Regions from separate parts of the Hordeum vulgare genome. Here region 2 is linked to region 1. Evidence: chromatin contacts called from public Hi-C data. All regions are on one chromosome and are shown on one strand. The core of a region is the stretch at or near the end of the contact, and the rest is flanking DNA. Distances in the headings are between cores, read along the strand shown.

Region 1 (2,929 bases), core at 103-2,602:
CACCCGATACTCTCCCAAGCCTGATCGTATATCAAGGATATGAGCCCGGCAATGTAAACTGCAACTCACCGTGTACCGAGGCAACCAGCCCCATTTACTTGGATCGCCATTTGTCGCACGTCATGTGCACCCTGATCACCATCTTTTGCTGAAAGAAAAAAAAAAGCAGAGCATACCATTTTCAGTAACGTTCAGGAGAGCAGAGCAACGGGTTTCAGCAACAGAAATTCAGAGAAGTTGGAGAACCGGAGGCCGAGGCGTAGCGTAGGCACTAGGCAGCCTAACAGGAACAAGTTGGAGAACGGAAGAATGGTGGGCAATGAATGAATTCAGAGCCTCCCAAGATCCCCTACTTACATCATCTCTAACAGACTTCTTATATCGCAAAAATGTAAAATGGCATTTACAGTTCACGACATGCTTTGGATAAGGACCGAAAACAAGCGCGGCAAAAAGGAAACTTCAAATCAACCTGTAAACAGACGCGTGACCCTCTTTTTTCCATATTTTTTCCCTTCTTCCTCGTCGCGCATGGACTGGTCGAGGCCCGACCCGCCCCTGCCCCTTCTGCCTGCGCCGCCACCCATCCTCTGCCCCTCCGGCTGCGCGTCCGGCTGGCCCATCCCCCGCCGCCTATCCAGTCTTCGTCGCAGTCCCGTGCACCGCCGCAGCGAGCTAGCGCCTCAGGACCGCTTCTGCCCGTCCGCCATGGCCGCGCACACAAGCTGGCTCCTTCTCCCCCTGTCGCCGCCTTCGACGACGCGCGAGTCGCGGACAAGGCATACCGCGTGGCGTGCGCAGCGCTCGGGGCCGCGCGGCCTGACCCGAGCTGTGCTATTGCTGCGGGCGCTGCTAGGCCAGCTGCCTGCCGGAGAAAGCCGCAACGGTCGTCAAGGTGTGGTCGATGCTGGCCATCGCGTCGGCACAGCTACACAGGCAACAACACCATGAAGCTTCGAGGCAAATTTTGGCCGGTCTCCGACAAGTCTATGGGTGGAAGGCGTTGGCGGGAGCCGAAATTCCTCAATTTGTTAGCGTTAACTGGTATTCGGGGCCTAACAAAATTGCCTCCAAAACTGAAGATACATTGGTCTCGGACATCTGCTCACAGGGCCTTGTAAACTTTTTTAAGGATCGGACGATTTTAAGGAATCTGTTCGGTACCTTTTTCGACTAAAACGATAAAACAATTATTTTATAGATTTGATCGCTTATAATGGATGTGCTAAAGATGCTCTTATACAGCCGGGGATTGTACTTTACGTCCCCAACCACACCGCGTAGATCAAGACTTAGAACCCGCGAGGCTTCCTTGGCTGGTGCACCTTCGGAAACCGTGTTTCATCTCGTTCGAGAGGTTGATACTTTGGCGTATGTTGTTTATTCCTTTGGCACCATGTTACCGTCTGAGTGCTCCATCTCCGTGTTTCTGTTGACATGTTTGTCTGTTTCTCTTTTCTGAAGATTTCCTGTTTTGTTTGACTGACTAGCATCCTCACAGTCTTGCTTTAATTGTTTATACAGATGTGTACGATACAATTTAATTACCGTACAATGATTACCAAGAATTAGCAAGACATACCGGACACTAGAAAATTCACAATGATTATATGAAACGCAAAGTATATATACAATGATTGCCTTTTAATTACCGTGCCCACAATCATTGTAACCGCGTTTCATCTCTCACACTAGAAAACTAACGCAAAGTATATATAGAACTAGATGATTCTCGATGCGTTGCTGCAAGAACATTGCTAGAATATGATGTTATAGAAAAAAATCTAAAACTAATGGAAAGTTAATGTAAGCTTAAAAAAATAAAATACAAAGCGTACAACAAGAGAGTGAAAATTATAGTTACAATGTAATTTCTAACAAAATATGATGAACTCTAATACAAAAAACTACTTAAGACTAATATGCATGAATTAACGATGTGGCACCATTGCATGTGTAGAGTAATGTAAAAAAATATTATTTATGTCTTGCATGCATACTTGCTTATGTGTTATGGTTGCATGGCTAGAAAAATTAGGTAGTGGGTTGTAGTTATATAGGAATAGAGGATGATTACCTCTTGAGACGCAATAAGACACACTATTACCCTCCTGCACGGTAATTTCCGGGAAATTGTGGGCAGCACTTAACTCTTGCTTAGTGCTCTAATCACTTTCTTTTTACCTTTGGTTTTTTGCTTCAGAAGCCGCGCGGTATGAACATAGCAACCTTGGTGTAAACCCGTTGCTTCAGAAAGCTCTCTACACCTTTGAGCTCCATATAGGAGTATGACGTACCGAATCGTACGTCATTTAGTACCTTCAAAATTAGTGCTCTACTAACCAGTTTCTATCATTATCAAATTAAGTAACTAACTCGGAGCTGTTGATTGGCTTATGATCCCTCGGTGGATATGATGGTGATTTGGCCGCCAGTGGAGTCTGAAAAGGCACATGTCGCTTGACTACTCCCTTCGTTTTTAAATATAAGTCTTTTTAAAAGTTTCATTAATGGATTACATACGAATGTATATAGATATACTTTAGAGTATAGGTTTATTTATTTTGCTTCGTATATAGACACCTAGTAAAATATCTTAAAAGACTTATATTTAGGTACGGAGGGAGTAGAATATACCGCGCACTCCCGTATAAAGTTGTACTACCGTCATGACAATTAATTTGGATCGGAAAGAGTATCATATGGGTTGCCTGCGTTGGAACCTTCAAGCTTTATATTCCATCAGTTTCGGTTTATAAGTTATTTTACGAAAACCACATAATCCCAAAACACTTAGGCATGGTGCATTAACTTTCATCTTGTTTTTGTTTTTTGACATGAATAAAGAAATAAACCAATAAGAAACATGGGGCGTGTATGTTTTAACGACTTGAGACTAACTAGCAGGCCATGCAGTGATCAATTCGTT
Region 2 (3,158 bases), core at 387-2,886, 440 kb after region 1:
TGCTCTGGTTGTATATCGATTTCCAACTAATCAGTAAAGCTGTTATTAAGAGCAAACATTCATTTGCAAACCTTTAAAATATCGGTGCAAATGTCCAAGAGAATTCAAAGTTTCTAACAATCTACTCCCGATGGACGAGTCTGGTTGCCGTGCTCGATCTCTGCAGTTGGTGGCCATAATTTTTTGTTTAGAATTGGAAATTTTGGAGATGTGGACATCTGATACCAACAGTCTTGTACTTTTGTTATTGTCACGAACTTCTGGTCAGCAGTTTGGTTACTCTAGTCTCGTCGTTGACCGCGCCGGCTCACCCCACTGACTAATGTAGTAAGACGAAGAAAACCAGGCCACTGTAAGAACATTGAACGGAAGAGGGCCACTCAAACTAAACTGCTGCAAAATCGCTGCAGAATTTTGACGGTCAATAAGAAAGTCTCTTTATTTCCTATGAAATCGCTGCACACCTTCTCCTGGTGTTTTGACAGTGGAGGACACCATTGCACGGTGCCATGTTTATTCAGATATATATTGAGAACACCGAGCTCTGAAACTATATTTGACAGTGCAGATCTTATTCACTTCTTATTCGACCGTGGTTATACTTATGTGGATCAACTGGAATTATCATCCGATGATATGATTAGATGGCATTCGTCACAATGTGGGGCCGAGGGCATCATGGTGTGACGTCCTACCTTTTCTTGCAGGTGACGCACTATCCACATATCGTGCTGTTCTGGTTGGCTCCCCGCCCTTATCGGCACATGCCCAGCCCCAAACTACATGTAGTTTATGAACTTCACCTTCACAAAGAATCAAGCGCCTGAGAACTAAGATTCACATAACCATTGCGTTTGCTTCGATTTCAAAATGGAAATTAGCCAAGCGATCGAACTCGTAAATATAATATCTCTCGTTTCTTTTCATTTCCTTGAATGAATTAAATAAACACACGCATGTTGCTATTCATAATCCCTCAAAAAATTAATGTACGTCAAAACAACTACATGGTCCGGCAGTTGCTGGGCTGTTCGTCGCAGACGACCATGTGCGGCGGCTGGTACTGGTGGTAGTAGCCGGCCGGCGGGTAGTAGCACGGGTACACGGGCACCGCCGGCTTCGGGTCCTCCTTTTTCGTCTCCTTTTTCTCCTCCGGTTTTTTCACTTCCTCCACCTTGATGATTTGGGCGTGGCCGAGCTTCTTGCGGAGGCAGCAAACGAGGCACACCGGGTCGACGCCGTCGCCGACCACCTCCAGCTGGTCCCTGGCGTCGCCGGTTATCCCCATGGACGTCACCCCGGCTGCTCTGGCAGCCAGCGTCAGTGCTTTGGACCGGCTCTTGTCGCACGACACGCTCAACTGGATGACAATCTTTTGCTGCAAAAACAAGCAGGAGAAAAGCGATGGATCAATCGTATGCTCCAGGTTCAGAGTAATGTATCGATTCCTCGAAATTGAGCTGCTAAACAAAGCAACACGAGAGGTACACAAAAACTAAGAGAAGAAGCTGAATAGGGTTCCTCACCTTCATTGCTTTGGGTAGGAGAGACAGAAACTCGGGATTGGTTTGGGTAGCTACTGGTCGATCTTCCGCAGATGCAAGTGTCTAGCTTGTGATGATTTGGTGAAGGGTATAGCCGCCTGCCCGCCTTATATACGCGCACGCAGTGGGCGGGGGGGCGTGGGAGCGGAGAAGTAGAGCTATGTCAGTATCAGGAGCGATCCATCCCAACGCACTGTCTAGCGAGTTGTACGAAGATTCGTGGCAGCAGTTGAGCTCTAAGTGAGTAAACAACTGCCCAACTGGGCAAGTAGCTAGCCATGCATGCATGTAAACGCGTCCTCGTCACAAGGACTCGGTTGAATTTTCCCGATGGAGAGATCTGCCCAATTGTATCACGCCGGTTGGCCACGTTGGATGCTCCAACGAAGACGCGGCTGCGGACAAAACTATACGTAGACCGAGTCGATCGGTTAGTGGACATATCAGCGTGAAATGGGACAAAATTGGCGTGGATACAGTAGCAGCTCAAGTTCAACCGAATGGTCCTCGATCACCTCAATCAACAATAATTTTGTCTTAGGAACACGCGGGAGGAGAGGGGGCTCACACGGCCACACCCAACTTTTCCACAACTGCACGCAATTAATTAGCAATTCTTCTGATTTTTCCAGAGAAGGGAGTGCTGCAATGCTCTGATTGTAGAGGGGAATATCTCGTATATATCATGTACTTCCTCCGTCCAATATTACTTGTCATAGGATTGGATGATTCTAGACATATTTTAGTTCTATATACATTCATTTTTTTTAGTTTGGTGACAAGTAATTTCGAACAGAGGGAGTATATGATACTTAGTGTGTAATGACCTAATATTATAAGTTGGTATTTTAGGATTTTTATTTTTAATTGGGTTGCTGCCTGCAGACCGCACAAGCACGAGCAGATATAACATGATATCTCTTACTTCTTACCTCATTGAAGGCAAGTGGAGGCAATCCTTCCAACGTTGTCCAATTAAAGCTCTACGGAATTGGAGCTATTAGATTGAATCCATGAGTCTAGGAAATGTTATGTTCTGATTGTTAAACATATATTGATACTCATTGATCATGATCAATATCATCAGTTGTTAGTAGTTTCATTAGTTCTGAAGGACATAGGAGAAGTCATGTTACTTGTAATTATATATGTGAAGTTGATTTCTGTTCAATGTTGTGATATTATGGTGTGTTATTCTTTTTTTCTTTCTCTAGTGGTGTAATCTGAACATCAACTGTATGACACTTCATCATCTTTGAGCTTAGGGGAAGGCATTGTAAAATTAGTTTGTAGATGATGTGTTGCGGAAGTGATAGAAACCTAAACCTAATTTATGAATTATTTCGTAAGGGGTTGTTTTGGATCCAGTTGTTTAATGCTACAACTAGATTTATCTTCATTACTTCCCTCGTAGTTGCGGATGTTTGCATGGAAAGTATAATCATAAGTAGGTAATCCTTCAAGTTAGGACAATACCTTATCTCCGGTACACCTACATAAACTTATCAAGCCAATGAATGTTAACTCAATGAATCATGGTGAAATAACTTGACGATATTCATGTGTGTCGAGGAAAGCGTTTTAATCACTATAAAAAGTACCATCGGCTTGTCC

The links. Hi-C and Micro-C count contacts between places; a contact is called where the count stands out from the background.
Region 2: a Hi-C map of leaf shows a contact between it and region 1, with 2.2 times the contacts expected there. The contact joins the promoter of LOC123430403 here to the enhancer-like site in region 1. A contact is called at or near these places in 2 of 6 Hi-C or Micro-C datasets (leaf and seedling).

The regions. Positions count from the first base shown.
Region 1 is chr2H:519,303,224-519,306,152 of MorexV3_pseudomolecules_assembly, forward strand. No RefSeq gene overlaps it. Among protein-coding and RNA genes, the nearest start is that of LOC123430397, 19 kb to the left of the region's middle. Within about 2 kb of position 1,353, at least 1 of the 3 cell types and tissues checked has open chromatin away from gene starts, as enhancers often do. A contact at or near this core is called in leaf, where this site is marked.
Region 2 is chr2H:519,743,648-519,746,805 of MorexV3_pseudomolecules_assembly, forward strand. LOC123430403 (heavy metal-associated isoprenylated plant protein 47-like) reads right to left here and starts at 1,637. Exons shown (of 2, transcript XM_045114273.1): 1 at 1,527-1,637; 2 at 899-1,378. The coding sequence starts at 1,532. The coding sequence ends at 1,004.